Linked DNA regions of Nothobranchius furzeri: region 2 is linked to region 1. The links are chromatin contacts, called in public Micro-C maps. All regions are on one chromosome and are shown on one strand. Each heading gives the region's core, a stretch centred on a gene start, on an enhancer-like site or on the middle of the called end of the contact. The rest is flanking DNA. Distances are from core to core; before and after follow the strand shown. Region 1 holds the start of ppp1r3g (protein phosphatase 1 regulatory subunit 3G). Region 2 holds the start of nrn1a (neuritin 1a).

Region 1 (6,968 bases), core at 3,750-6,249:
TCTGTATTTACATGTATGTGTGTAGTGGCTGAGACTTGGATGAGGTCTTTAGAACCAGGAGAACATGGAGGTTCTGCTGATGATCAGCACCAGAACCTCCACCAGGCAAAAGCAGCTGGTTTGTTTATTTTTCTGAATAAATCAGTTTATTTAAATCAGAACATTTTAGTTCCTCCAGAGCCGTAAAATTGCGTTAGATCTGGATCAGCTGTGGTTTTCCTCGTTCTCCGGTAAACACACGCAGGACCTTTCACACACTGATAAACCCAACCCGCTGGACTTTAGCCTGAAGTCAGAACCGCTGGCTGTACAGAGGCCAGGTTGCAGGCGTGGTATCTGACGGGTTCTAGCTGTTCTCAGGGATCGACGACTGTCGCTCAAACAAGCCCCTACACACCTGGGGGCTTGTCCGGGATGCTTGGATGTAGAAAAGAGGAAGATGGCAAAGAGGCACACTGTTGGGCTGAGGCTGACGATAGAAACACTCCTGGTTCTGGTACAGCGACAGTTGAACGGTTCTGATGAGTTTCAGACATTCTGCTGCAGAACGTTAATGAGTATCAGCAAGCTGGATCAGGCAGAACCACAGATAAGACCGGGATAAACACGGGCGTGGTCCGAAAAGTTCTGTTACAGTAATCAGACTGACCCAGTCCAGAACTCTTTCCTCTCCAGCAGCGTTTCTGGTTCTGGATCAGCTCTGCAGACCTTCTGAAGGACTTTTTCTTTGGACTTGGTCTGATCTGTCCCTAGGTTCTGGTTCTGATGAAGACCATTTTACAGGGTTTGGAGGTTGTGGTTCTGGTGGAGGCCTGAACCAGGACTCTAGCAGTACCAGTTTGTGGGTTTTGGGTCAGAACCTCCTGAGTGAGTGTTTTTGTTTCAGCATCCCGGTGGTGAGGAGGTTCTGAGGGAGCAGGCAGGAGGGAACGCCACCGAGAGCTTCGAGGATGTCGGCCACTCGTCAGACGCCAGAGAGATGGCCGCCAGCATGGTGATCGGAGAGCTGCACCCGGTCAGTACCAGAATCAGAACCTCCACAGGTCTATAGCCACACCCTCACTCGGACGCTAATGTGTTTGTGTCCGTCTGCAGGATGACCGGCACAAGATCGCCAAACCTGTGGTGAGTGGGGCATTATGGGAAATGTAGGAAACTCGGGTTTAGGAGGGATTCTCATCGTGTTTGTGTTTCCTAGGAAACGCTGGTTACCACGCTGAAGGAGGAGTCCAGGTACACACACACACACACACACACACACACACACACACACACACACACACACACACACACACACACACACACACCGGGTTAACTGTCGAAGTTTAATGAGTTAAAAATTTAACCAGCTGGTTTTTTTTTGGGTTTAAGTTATTTCAGTGGGTTAATAGTAACTAGTTAACCAGCGGGTTGTTATTGTTACTGGTCATTTTTGTTGCGTTAGTTAGTTAGTTAGTTAGTTAGTTAGTTAGTTAGTTAGTTCTGGGTTTTCTGGCTTTGTATTCTTCATACTTCTATTTGTTTTAATAATAAACCAGCGGCTCAGTGGGTTCATTAATTAACCAGCTAACTATTATGTGTCACTACCCACAGGTAGTTATTTATTGATAGATATTTTAAATCCATATTCTTACATGTATGATTGGTTAGCTGTTTACTGGTTAACTAGCTGGTTAACTGTGTGCCTCTGTCCTGCAGCTGGTGGTCCAACCTGGTCATTCCCGCCCTGGCAGCTGCCATCGTAACGCTGGTTTACCGTGTCTTTACATCAGAGAGCGAGTGACTTAAATGGCCCGGCCGGTGTGATGTCATCACCCTGCGACAGCGATGCTGTGACTCCTCCCAGCGTAGAGCTGTGTTTCTAGAGCAGAATTCCTGCTTCGGACAACCGACCGTGTGACGTTAAACTCTGTTCTAGGATCAGCACCTCTAGGCTGAAATTCCCAGAATACATTTCCCTCCGTTTAAGCGACCAATCACGAGGCATTATTGTAATGAAGTCATTGAATATTCAGGTTTGTAAACGTTTCTGTTCTGCAGAGATGTTCTGGGTTTTGATCAGACGTGTTTTTATATCTTTGGACCTGAATGTGAACAGGTTTTCTGTTTGAGTGAGCAGCTAACGAGCTAACGAGCTAACGGACGTCTGCAGTGAGCTTCACGCCGGTCGATGCTGCAGATCTCAGATCAGATGTGACCAGAACCCAAACCCGTCACGAACAGCAGCTGATTGGTCCGACTCATTACAGCTTTGATTGTTTCAATCAGTTGAAAACAGGAAAATCTTTTAGTTCACAAATAAAACGTGAAGTGAAGCAAAGAAGAAACACTAAAACCTTTACAGGCTGTTAGAAATTCTCCATGAAAGTCAGAAAAGGTTCTGTACTCAGCAGGAACCCGGATCAGCTGAGCCCGATAAAACCCAACTGTAGTGAAACCTCCCGAGTCTGAGCCATGGTCCGGATGTCTGAGCGCTGCAGCAGGAACTAAAAGTGAGCTTCTGGGATGTCCTGATGCGTGCAGAACCCCAGACCAGATTCTGATGGTGACCAGAACCTAAACAGCTGCTTTCAATGCAATAAAGGTGATTCCTACCAGAGTTTGGTGCTGCTTCTTTGCTTTGCTGTGGTCATGTGACCTGCACATCTTTGCATTTTTTCTTCATCAGAAATATTGAAACAAGGAACATTTTAGATTGGATCTGTAACGGATGCAGGTGGAGAAGGAAACCACCCTGATCCAGCACCCTGCGGAGTCCCCGGGAATCCTCTCAGATAGGATTACCAGAGATCAGCTGGGATCCAGTTGGGATTAAGAATCATTCAGTGAGACGAAACGTGACATTGTGTTTAAAATGTCTGAAACTTGTTTGTATCATGAGTAAATGGAAATAAAACGTAGACATTTCCGTTAAACATCAAAACTGTTTTCAACTGCATTCCCTCAGATGAACCCACAATAACAAAACACCAGTTAGAGAAAAGCTAAATGCTTTTAAAACAAATCTAATCTAGAATCTGGACTGCTATTGGCTGAAGCTAAATAACTGGGCTCTACAGAATAGCTTGCCAGGCTATAAAAAAAACTTGTAGATCAAATATTTGAGTCAAAACATGAATTTATTGTCATTTCCTGCCACATGCAGCACACTTACACTTTAATGTTTAGTCGCATCCCTATAATAAACGTGTTTTATCATCTTTTAGAGCGTTTTGAGCAGAAAACAAAATATAAATATAAAACATGAATAATAAAGATTTTCCGCCATCTAGTGGCCAAAACCGAAAACTACAACACTTTTAAAGGGTTAGGTCCTTGTTTTCATCGTGCTGACAGATCAAACCTCGGCGTCTGAATCTTCTGAGCCTTTCACGTGTCTGATGGTTGGAACATTTGTGTCATGTATGGCTGTAGGGGTCAAGGTGCAGGTGAGACCTCCAGAGGGCAAGCAGGTAAACTCAACCATATTTAATAAAGTAAAGATTCAAAAGCGTGAAATCAGACAGAAACAGGACGAGGGATCAGGATGGTCACGATGACGGGAAGATCCAACAAGGACGAATGAAACCTGCTGGCTTAAATCATGGAGGAGGTGAGTTCATGGGACACAGGTGGGTGAGTGAGGAGCGGAGGGAAGGTGGAGAGTAACTCTGAACACATACAAGGAAAATCATCCTAAACACAGGAAAACCACACACACACACACACACACACACACACACACACACACACACACACACACACACACACACACACACACACACACACACGCACACACACACAGTATCTCTCTGTTGTTAGTTTTAACACCTATAAAGGGATGTTTCCTATAATTAACTTGGAGAATACAGGATAACGGACCTACAGCTGGGACTGCATCAGGAGTAACTGGGATGTTTTCTTCAGAAATGAATCAGTTATAATGTCTCCTTCCTGGTTAAACAACTGCTTTAACAATAATACACCCTCCTCCACCAAAAGATTATATGTAGATATTTATTCATTTAATTTTAAAACATAGTAACTTTACACAATAATAAAAAAGAACGAATAAAACTTACTTTAGGAGCAGATAGAAGAAATCTGCCCCATTCACACCATTAGCAAAGCGTAGATATTCTCACTAACAAAGATGAAGACCGCTGCCACTAATCAACAATCCTTGAATGCAGTTTCAGAACATTAGTTATTGATCATTGCTGATGATCAATACAGAAAAAACTAAATTAAAATAAAAAATACACCCAAGATTATTCATATCATCTCTTAACATTAAGTTTTTTTACATTCTGTTTAAACATAACTGGTCTGACTTACTTCAGCTACATTCTGGTTATTCCAAACAAAACCGCGATGAAGGGAAAGGATATGTCGCTTATGGTAGTTAGCACACACACCGGTGCTTTTCTGTTCTCTGATGTTTATCACTCACTTCCGGTTGTGTTAGTATAAGTAAACTTTTTCTGACTTTTATAATAAAAAATAAAACCATAAACATTTAAATAAACTAAGACAAACTGAGGTTATCTTTGTTTTATTATGATTTGGACTTCAGCTCTGCTGGAATAAAGGTGGATGATGATGATGGTGAAATCCTGTTATCAGCTGAAACGTGACGTCACGAGGCTGGCACTGGTGACGCTGTGTTTGTTACTTTGCCTGTTTTGACGCACGTCACGTGCCGGACGTGTTACGTAACAACAAAACCTGAGGGGGGAAGTTTTATCAACTCAAGAGTTGTGTGTTGATTTAAAACGTTTCTGTTTAAATGAGAAACACAAACTAAACCAATCAGAGGTTACTGACGTCACTGACCTGAAAACGGACTAAAATCTAATTTTTCTGCCTCATTTTAACTTTCTGTGTTTATGGGCTACCGTTGGGTGACGTCATCAACGTGTGTGTGTGTGTGTGTGTGTGTGTGTGTGTGTGTGGTCCAGGCACACAGAAGGGGGGAGTGGGGGGGGGGGGGGGGGGGGGGGGGGGGCTGGGGTCCCTATAGAAGTCCACGTCCCTCTGGACTCTGCGCACTCATGTCCCGTTCACCTCCACTGATCCGCGGTCCGGTTCGGTCCGTGCAGAACGGTCTGGACAGTGAGGAGGAGGGGGAGGGGGACCTGGACGACGAGCTGGACGCGTCCCACCTGGAGCGGTTCATGAGGGACCGGAGGAGAGCCCGGTCCCTGCCGGCCTACCCGGCCGCGCTCCTGGACCCGGACTCGGGCAGGAAGCGGGTAAAGTTCGCGGACTCCATGGGTCTGACCCTGACCAGCGTGAAACACTTCAGCTCCCAAGAGGAGCCGCAGATCCCCACCAAGGTCCTGTCCCGGTACAAGAGCTTTCCCCCGCAGCAGGACGTCCTGGGGGACCTGTGTCAGAACTTCAGGTCCAGTCTGGACATGGACCGGCTGGTGGCCTGCTTCCCGGAGCTCCGGGACGCGGACCGCAGGGTCCAGGAGCTGCGGGTCTGCCTGGAGCAGGTCTCCATTACGCAGTTCGAGGTTCGGGGGCAGATCCGGGTCCGGAGAGGCTGCAAGGTCCGGGAGGTCGGGATCCGGTACACCTTTAACGACTGGCTTTCGCACGTGGACGCGCAAGCCCTGCCGGTGTCGCCGGTGGAAGAGCCGGGATCCGAGGCTCGGTTCTCCTTCACCGTGTACACCCCACCGTTCATGGACCCGAGTTCGGCCGTCCACTTCGCCGTTTTCCTGCGGAGCGACCAGGGCGAGTTCTGGGACAACAACCTGGGTCAGAACTACACGCTCCGGTACCGGAGCATGCCGGACCACGGCTTCGTCAGCTCCGTTCTCCACGCCACCTGAACCCGAAGGACCGGTCCACCAGAGACACCGAACCCGTCAGTGGCTGTAAACTGACCAGAACAAACATCTGGGTCAGCTTCTGATCCGAACCCCTACAGCAGGATGTTCTGCTGGATCAGTTAATCCACAAATGTAGAAAAATAATCAAATCCTAAAGGTTTTTATCACTTTTTAATGATTAAAGTCTCTACAGCGAGTCAGGGGGGACAAAAAGTTTCTTTAGAATCCAACATGGCCGCCTCGCGCTATTAGCTCCCAGCCAGTAATTAAATGGACGATGAACCTCACATGAGCGAAAGTGGAATCAAACCTGTAGCTCAATAAATGTTTAAGGGATTTTCAGTCGTGTTTTTCTGCTTCTGTGTGAAAGTTACAAATAAATCAGTTCTAGATAATTTCTTAGAGCCAACGAGACAACAGCTAATCCTAGCTAGCCGCTATTTAAGCTAATGGGTAGTCCAAGCTAACAGCTAATCCTAGATAGCAGCTATTTAAGTTAATGGGTAGTCCAAGATAACAGCTAATTCTAGCTAGCTAATGGATCGTCTGAATGAAGACCAAAGTGTTGCTGCTGTATTAAATCAGCTCTAACTTCCTAAAATCCACAGCTGTTTGAGTCTTTATTTTAAAAACTTTTACTGCGTTTCACTTCTTTCTCATAGTTTTATTTTGTTCCATGAGGCCCCGCCCACTCCATACCAGATATGTTGTAAGTGGAAGTCAAGGCATGGGTGGAGACTTATTTCAACCAGACTTCCGGTTGGCGAAAGGCGTTGCTCAGAGGACCGAGAGAGCGCCACTGAGGCAATCATTGGCAGCATCCCTTTCAACCCCCCACCCCCACCCCCGGAGTTTCTCAGTAAAAAAAAAAAAAGAGTTGTTAACAAGAGCGCCCACGAACAGCAGACTCACCGCTCAGGAGAAGAGCAGACAGAGACTGGCTGCAGGAAGGAGGACTTCCTGTTCACCTCCTTCATTAGAAAACATGGGAGGAGGATGTTTTTCTTAAGGAGGCGAGCGGCTCCGAGCACCTACGTGTCATACGTGTCAGGTGGAGGTGCGGCGAGACTCATCAGGAGTCCAGTGCAGTGCAGCCACGTAGCACGGTACTGAGGACACCCTGCTGCGCTACAGCCCTCAGCTGTG
Region 2 (7,879 bases), core at 3,552-6,051, 180 kb after region 1:
GCACCAACCAGAACTGTCTGCAGCACGGAGACTGGAGGGACACAAACACAGCTGTGAGAGGAGCTTCTGACACTCTGAGATGTTTCAACTGGACCATCCAGGTCTCATGGTCTTAGGTCTTAAACCAATCTAGTCACCCTTCCAGTCATACGTTTGGTTGCCTGAACTCATGAACAGTTCCCAGACCGTCGTGTTAGTGATTCAGTTCATGCTTTCACATCTAAACCTGTTCTGGGTCCAGAGCTGGAGCCACACATGACCCGTGTGGGCCGGACCGACATCCTGCAGCTCCGACAGGGTTCTCTGTCCCAACATCTGATCTGAACCAGCAGGCCCTAGAGCTGCAGGACCGGCAGAACAGCGCTGCTGTTGTGAGACGTTCTGCTTCCGGATCAGATCTGGCCACGGATTAACGAGAGAAACGTCTGAAACAGCGAATCCATGGAAGCAGGTGAGAGATCCCGAGAAAACCAGAATCTGCAGGATTAACGTTCCATCAAACATCTGATTTTCCCAGAAGCAGGAATTTTTATACAAACTCAGATCCTCAAAAGCAGGAAAGGAAAAGTGTGTGTGTGTGTGTGTGTGTGTGTGTGTGTGTGTGTGTGTGTGAGAGTGAGTGAGTGAGTGAGTGAGTGAGTGAGTGAGTGAGTGTGTGTGTGTGTGTGTGTGAGTCAGTGTGTGTGTGTGTGCGTGTGTGTGTGAGTGTGAGTCATTAGAAACTAGATGGATGGTAACTACTGTAGCCCAGGAGGGACATACCTGAGGACAGCTGACGGAACAGAACCAAACCTTTTCCTGAATTTGTCTCAAACTGAAATGTTCTGGTTAAATGAAGCGTGCGTGTGTGTCACCCCCTCACTCTCACAGAGGGGAACAAGCTCCTGTCACACACACACACACACACACACACACCCCTCCACATGACCTCTGCCAGCTAAGACTCGTGGTTCGTTGAGCAGCTGATTGGCCCAATTGATCGGTTTGGATAATAACGGTTCCGCTCCACCAGGTTGTGCACTGATGCAGCATGGTGTGTAGGACGAGACACGGCTGGACAGTGGGGGGTTCTTTGTTTAAGCTCCGCCCCCTCCACGTGAACACCTTGTTGATGTTTGTTCAGATGTTTAGCTGGTTAGTTAGTTTGGTTTGGTGATGAGTTCAACCTGCAGGACTCGTTGAGGTGACCCGTTTGGTTCTGCAGATTTATTTGTTGTGTCTTTAAAATGTTTTTATTTACATTTTACTGAGTAGAGGTAACTGTTACGGGATCTTTAACCGCACATCAGGTCATTAATCCAGCCTGAGCTGGCCCAGTCCAAAACGACCCGTTACCAGAATAACCCAGTGGGTTGTTTTTAACCCAGCGCCTCTCAGAGTGTATTCTAGCCCTCATCACTTCAGAACATTTTCATTCATGTATTCATTTTCCTGATGACTCCGTCCTCAGCACGGCCTTGGGGAGCAGGTGTGTTAACGCCATCAGTCACCAGGTGAGAGACGGGACACACCTGGACAAGTCTCCAGTCCATCACAGGGACACACACTAACAACTCGCTAACCTGCAGGTATGTTTTAGGTCTGGAGGAAACCTGCATAAGAACAATGAAAGGCCAAGGCTGGGATTTGAACCGGCGACCTTGCTTCCCTTTACCCACCTGGCTGGAAACCCCTCCTACAGTTAGGCCAGTGGAACAGGAAGCAGCAGGTGAGAACACCTGGGAACATGAATGTTTCTTTTGAACCAGGACGTTGTCCTTTGGCGTAAGGGGGGCGGGGCTTCAAGTTAGTACCAAAGCCAGCCTCTAGGGGCGCTGGTCCTGACCGGCGTGCGTGACCTCCAGAGTCACGCGGAGGATTGAGTCTTTTGTTTCTGATGAAACATTTTATTATTTTAACGTTTTATGGAACAAATCAAGTAGATTTCTAGTCTGTTTATTATTTCTGCTGAATTTTTGGTTTCCATCTTGTTTCTATTTGAATATCAACTCTGACTTGATGTATTTAACTCTGTTAAACCGCGCAAAGGTCAAAGGTTAGATCAGTTCTCCAGATTCTGTACACCTTCTGCTCCAGACCCTACCCAGAAGATCCGGAACCCGTTCGTTCTGAGTTTTTAAGGAGCCTTTATTTTGTTCAACTGGCGTTAGCCCGCAGCTGGATTCTACGTCATCAGATTCACAATAAATGTGTGAACTTAAATAATTAAAAACCTCCGTTTGGTTCCGGCAGCATCAGGATAATAATTATGATTTATTGGTTTATTTCCTCTCAAATTGAAACTAATATTTGATCATAAATGTTCCGTAATGAACGGTTTGAGTCCTTTTGTTCCGCCGGTGTCGGAAGCATTACATCATCTCTGTGAGAAGCTGCACGCGCGCGTTGCCGCATCACTGTGCATCAATCAGCGCCAAAAACGCAAAACCCGCAGCAGAAACAAGCAAATTAACCTCATGAATGCATTAGAATTATTTTGGTTTTATTGAAATGAACCAGTTTCTGCAGCTTTTCATTCATTATTAATAAGCATCTATTTTTAGTCCAAACGAAAAAATTCACTTTTAGATTTTTGGTTGATTTTCTGCGCTTTGATGCGTCATCAGGAGATTTTTATGCAGGTTTCATGTTTGCACCAAATTTAAAAATAACGTTTTATCGTTTAAAAGTAAAAATCTTTTCATTTTATTTTTGATTCGTTCATCTTTGTTAAAAAAAACTCCAGTTTTCTGCTTTTTATTATAATCTGTTTTTATTTTTCAGGAGTCAAACCAGGACTGGCGCGCGCACAAGTTTTTTCTCTTTTATTTTCGTTCACGCCTCCTATCAAGCACTCATTCACCCCACCTACACACACACACACACACACACACACACACACACACACACACACACACACACACACACACACACACACACACACTGTTACCTGCAGTGTGTGAACGCAGAAGCAGCGTGCTTCACGCAGACACACCCACCAAACACATGAGGCCATTTTTATCTTTTGTGCGTACAATTTTAGAAAAACCGCAAAAAGCCACAAAAATGACGCATAAAAAATCCGCAGTTCTGCTGAAAATCAAACCATGACGTAATCGCCGCGCGTGAGCTGAAGCAAATGTTTAACGTCTCTGATCTGGGCTCAGACATAAAACCTCAAAAGATTTAACCTGATTCTGTCTCAAGGTGTGACTCTGCTGCAGCGGCGCGCCAAACCTTAGACCAATCACTGCAGGGATTCAGTTGGCACACGCGCGCGCGTGCACGGGACAGGATTCCGCTCCAAAAACCCAAAATAACCCGAGAACTCTGGAAATCCAGAACGATTAATATTCTATTCGATTAGTCCGCAAATAATTCAGCTGCTCGTTTTATTATTAAAATTAAACAAGTTAGAATTTTCTTCCTGAAACATGAAACCTCCGGAACAAAAGACCCGAGAAGGATTGTGTGTCCTGAATAATTCAGCATTCCTCTGCCACACACACACACACACACACACACACACGCACGCACACACACACGCACACACACACACAGCCCTCCTCCACAGCTCCGTTATGCAACGCAGCAGCAGAAAAAAACAACAATCAGCTCCATTTTTCGGAGCTCATCTGCAGCAACTAGACGCATCCCGGGCACAGGGAGCGGGGTATTTCCTGCAAACGAACCGAACCAGGAGGCCCGGAAGCAGGCGTTCACACCTCCGATAATAGAGACGAAAGAAAATGAGTGTTTTTTGCACGTGATCCGCCAGCGCGCGCAGACTGTAATAAATACATTTTATTTGTTTATTTGTTTATCTAATTAGTGCAGAAAAGATTTAAATGTGTAAATAAAAACATGTTTTTTCCGGACGCTGCGGGGCGTGACGCTCTGCGGCGGGATGGAGCCTCTGAACACCGACTAATAACCGGTTCTCGGACCCGTTTAGTTCCTGATGGGTTTTTATTTATAGTTTCGTTGTCGGTATCTCCTGCGGGCCTCAGCCGAACCGGACCCGGTCCACGGAGCCGATCCGAAGTGTGTCTGAACGACTTTCATCAAAAGCGTCCTGCAGGTGGAGGAGATGCAGCAAATGTCCTCAGCGCGGGACAACCGGGGGCGGGGAGGGGGGCATTCCCCCGTTAACGCACGCACGCGCGCGCTCTGAATGTGAAGTGAAGCCCCGTCCGCAGCTCACGCGTGTCCGCGGCTTCAAAAACCCAAAACAGCATAAAGTAATTTTAGGATAAATGAGTTGTGCAGAAGTCACAGGAAGGCGTTTCACGGTGAGAGACGCTCAGATTATAATCGGATTCTAATCCAGCAGACTAAAAAACGAATCTGAAGTTCGTCCTGAAACTGACAGGAAGCATCCTCACCTAGGTGGAGCGCGAGGAGGAGAGCGAGGCATCTGGAGGACCAGGTTACTCCCATCCTCCGAGTCCGCTCTCACCATCAGACACCAGAGTCACTAAGTTGGAGCCGCGGAGGAGGAGCTGCACATTCCCCGCAAAAAGCCGCCAACAGCTTCATCCGGTCCGGCGGAGACCTCCGCCTGCTGCTCCTCTTCCTCCTCCTCGTCTTTAAGTGTTGACCGGAGCGTCTGCTCTCCCTCTCTGCTGCTGCGCTGCGCGCTCACTCCGTTTTACGCGTCCCGACCCAAAGCAAAGAGTGAGAGAAAGCTCCTCCTCCTCCATCCCTCCATCCCTCCATCTCTCCATCACTGTCATCCTGGTCGGATCTCATCTGTTCACAAAGCTTTTCAGGCAAAAATAGAAAATGAGTCAAATTCTGATTCATGTTCTGATTTAATTAAATGTTTATTTTTATGGTCAGAAATAAAATCATTCTGAAGGTTTTCGGCTCTAAAATGTTACAAAGTTAAATACAGGAGAAGGTAAAGTCATTTAATTCCTGCTAAATTAGGACAAAAGAAATAAAAAAAATTGTTTTATCATTTGGTTGGAATGGTCCCAGGCTGCTCTCTGATTGGTTAGTTTATTCCTCTGCAGCACTTCCTGTTTTCTAAGTGACATCATGTTGTTCAGGTTTAAAACACAAAGGTGTCAAAGTGGAAACTTTATCCCGGAATTCAGATTTAGCTGGTTTCACTCATTCATGCAAACGACATCAGGAAAAGTAAAAATATTTGATTTTTTTGTGTCTGAATCAATAAAATCCGCCTCTGGCTGCAGATGGGTGGGTTGTCGGTTAGAATACGGCTCCATGCTGATCAGTCATTCTGTCCTTGGGCAATGCACACGCACACGTGCACACACACACACACACATACACGCACACACACACACACACACACAAACACACACACACACACGTCTCCTTGTGTGGACCCTCCATTGACTTATATTCATTTTTGGGACTCCATTAGCCTAACCAGAACCAGAACCAGAACCAACCCGAACTGAACTGAACTTAATTCACACCGAAGCTCTAAAACTACATTTAAAAAAGAAAGGACCAGAAAAATGTCCTCACTCTATTGGTTAAAGCCTCATAATGGTCCTCAGCATTTAGTAAGTACAAGAACACACACACACACACACACACACACACACACACACACACACACACACGGTTTTGTTTGACCTTGTTTCCTGACTTCGTTAAACACGTTCTGACCAATCAGGAGCCAGCTCGGAGCTGGACACGCGCACCTCCTGGCCCACATGGTCTCGTGGTCGTTGCTGCCCCCTGCTGGTGATGACGAGGAGCTGCTGTTGGCTCTGAATCAGACAGAGAGGCTGGAGAAGAATAAAAGTAACCTCCACTGGGATCCGTTTGTTATAACTACGGTATGGCGGGCTGGTGTGTAAGTCCGTCACAGGTAAACCTCACCTGTGACGGACTAAATGAGAAAAAAAATCCAGGAACTCACACTGTCTGATTTTTAAACAAGTGTTTGGTCTTCCGATGTTTCTGCTCTCACACACCTGTCTTCTGTAAGAGGCTGCTCTCCCCGCCACTCGTTACCTGTGCTAATGACACCTGTTGAACTGGTTACCAGTGTAGAAGGCACCTGCCACAACCTCAGACAGTCACACTCCACTAACCCAAGACCAAGGAGATGTCAGGACCCCAGAAACGAAGCTGTGGACCTGGACCAGGCTGGGAAGACTGAACCTGCAACAGGTGCCTAGCAGCTTGAAGAAATCACCTGTAGGAGACATCCAAGACCGCTGATCTTCCACACAGGAGCTCACCCTGCGGGTCAGAATGATCACAAGAACTGTGAGCAGAACTCCCAGAACGACATCTGGTGAGTGAGCTGCAGAGAGCTGGCACCAACACACACCTCCACCTGGGATGTGTCCCCCTGCTTAAGCCAGGACACCTGCAGGCCCGTCTGAAGATGCTGGAGAGCTTCTGGATGATCCAGAAGAGGAGTGTTGGTCATGTTTTTAAGTCAAGACTCAAGACCCATCTTTTTAGGTTAGCTTTTATCTAAATATTTTCTACAGTTTTATTTCTCGTTTTGATTATATTTTATTGCTTGCTTTGCATGTTCTATATAATTAAATTTTTGCAGTTTTATTATTAAATTATTATTTTACTGTTTATATCATTTTATTTATTATTTTCTAATTTTTGTCATTTATATTAGCTCTTTTATTACATTTTTACTCATTTTAATCCAGTGTTTCCTCTGTGGGGGCCCTCTGCCCCGGGAGCGGTGGTCGACTGTAGCTTCCGGGGCGCTCTATGGGTGGGGGTCTATGCCCCCCCTCCAATGAGCGCCCTGACTTAGTGTGGAAGACCTGATGCTGCCGGGGCAGACGGCTCCTCTGATGGCGTTTCCTTGCGTTACCATACTTGGCTCATCTGGACTCAGCCTAATATAATTTTTACTTGTGTGTGTGTGTGTGTGTGTGTGTGTGTGCTTGCATATGTTTGTAAATGTTTTTAACCTGTTATGGGAATCTGGGGTCATTTTGTAAAGCACTTTGAATCACACTTTGTTTGAAAAGCGCTTTAGAAATAAAATTTGATTGATTGAGATGAAACCAAAATAGAACTTTCTGGTTAAAAACTACTCGTCGTGTTTGGAGGAGAAGGAAAGCAACGATCTCAAATACACGCCGGGGTAAGGCAGGAGTGGCTTCATCAGAAGCATTTGAAGGTCCTGGTCCTCATGTGCCAGCCGTGCTCACACACAGACGTGTGTGTAGGTCTAACACACACGTGTGTGTGTGTGTGGAAATGCTCCTAAACATCAGAAACTCCAGACCATGTGGAGGAACATCTAGTGGTAGGACGGGGAACCACAGGAACACCAAAGGTCTCAGTCTTCATGTTCCTCATCCACTAATTATTTGACCCAGTGAATAAATATCATGGTGGATAAACAGCTGAGTCACATGACCGGAGCTAAACAACGGGAATCTGGCTTTCAGGAATGTTGTAATCACATTTTTTCTCTTCCTGCTTTTGTGAAGTTCTTAATCGTTGATGTAAATTTTATTTTCTTCCGTTATATTTGTGTCCTCGTGAAACTCCTCGTGCTTCTGCCTCAGACGCGTTAGATAAAAGAACCTTTCTATGTTCTTATGAAGGACCTGCCGGAGCTGCTCAGGAGGAAACGCGTCTCCGTGAGCGCTGACGGCAGATCCGTCTGGAGCCATGCTGGGAAGTGGGATCGTTGTGGAGCGACAGATCCGATTCTGCTCCATGTTCTGTTGTATGACCAGGAGAACCCCCAGAACCTCCTCTGCTCCCCATCACACACACGCGTTGCCACGGTAACCAGACTGAATGACAGCGAGAGGCTGCACTCAGACAAGTTTTTCTTTATTCCTGACAGGAAGCTCTCCTCTGTCCCGACCGTGTTCATCACCTCCGACACTCGTTTGGTTCTTCTGAGCTTCAGCAGCCAGCG

Evidence for each region. A called contact is a pair of places that touch in the nucleus more often than the background predicts.
Region 2: a Micro-C map of tail fin shows a contact between it and region 1, with 3 times the contacts expected there. The contact joins the promoter of nrn1a here to the promoter of ppp1r3g in region 1. A contact is called at or near these places in 2 of 2 Hi-C or Micro-C datasets (skeletal muscle and tail fin).

What each region holds. Positions count from the first base shown.
Region 1 is chr7:63,844,083-63,851,050 of NfurGRZ-RIMD1, forward strand. It overlaps ppp1r3g (protein phosphatase 1 regulatory subunit 3G), which reads left to right and starts at 5,000. Exons shown (of 1, transcript XM_015955623.3): 1 at 5,000-6,425. The coding sequence starts at 5,034. The coding sequence ends at 5,822. cyb5a (cytochrome b5 type A (microsomal)) reads left to right here. Exons shown (of 5, transcript XM_015955622.3): 2 at 887-1,015; 3 at 1,096-1,125; 4 at 1,199-1,233; 5 at 1,699-2,599. The coding sequence ends at 1,783.
Region 2 is chr7:64,021,006-64,028,884 of NfurGRZ-RIMD1, forward strand. nrn1a (neuritin 1a) reads right to left here and starts at 4,802. Exons shown (of 3, transcript XM_015974710.3): 1 at 4,365-4,802; 2 at 1-31. The coding sequence starts at 4,419. LOC139070688 (a long non-coding RNA gene) reads left to right here and starts at 15. Exons shown (of 2, transcript XR_011521169.1): 1 at 15-1,493; 2 at 1,580-4,567.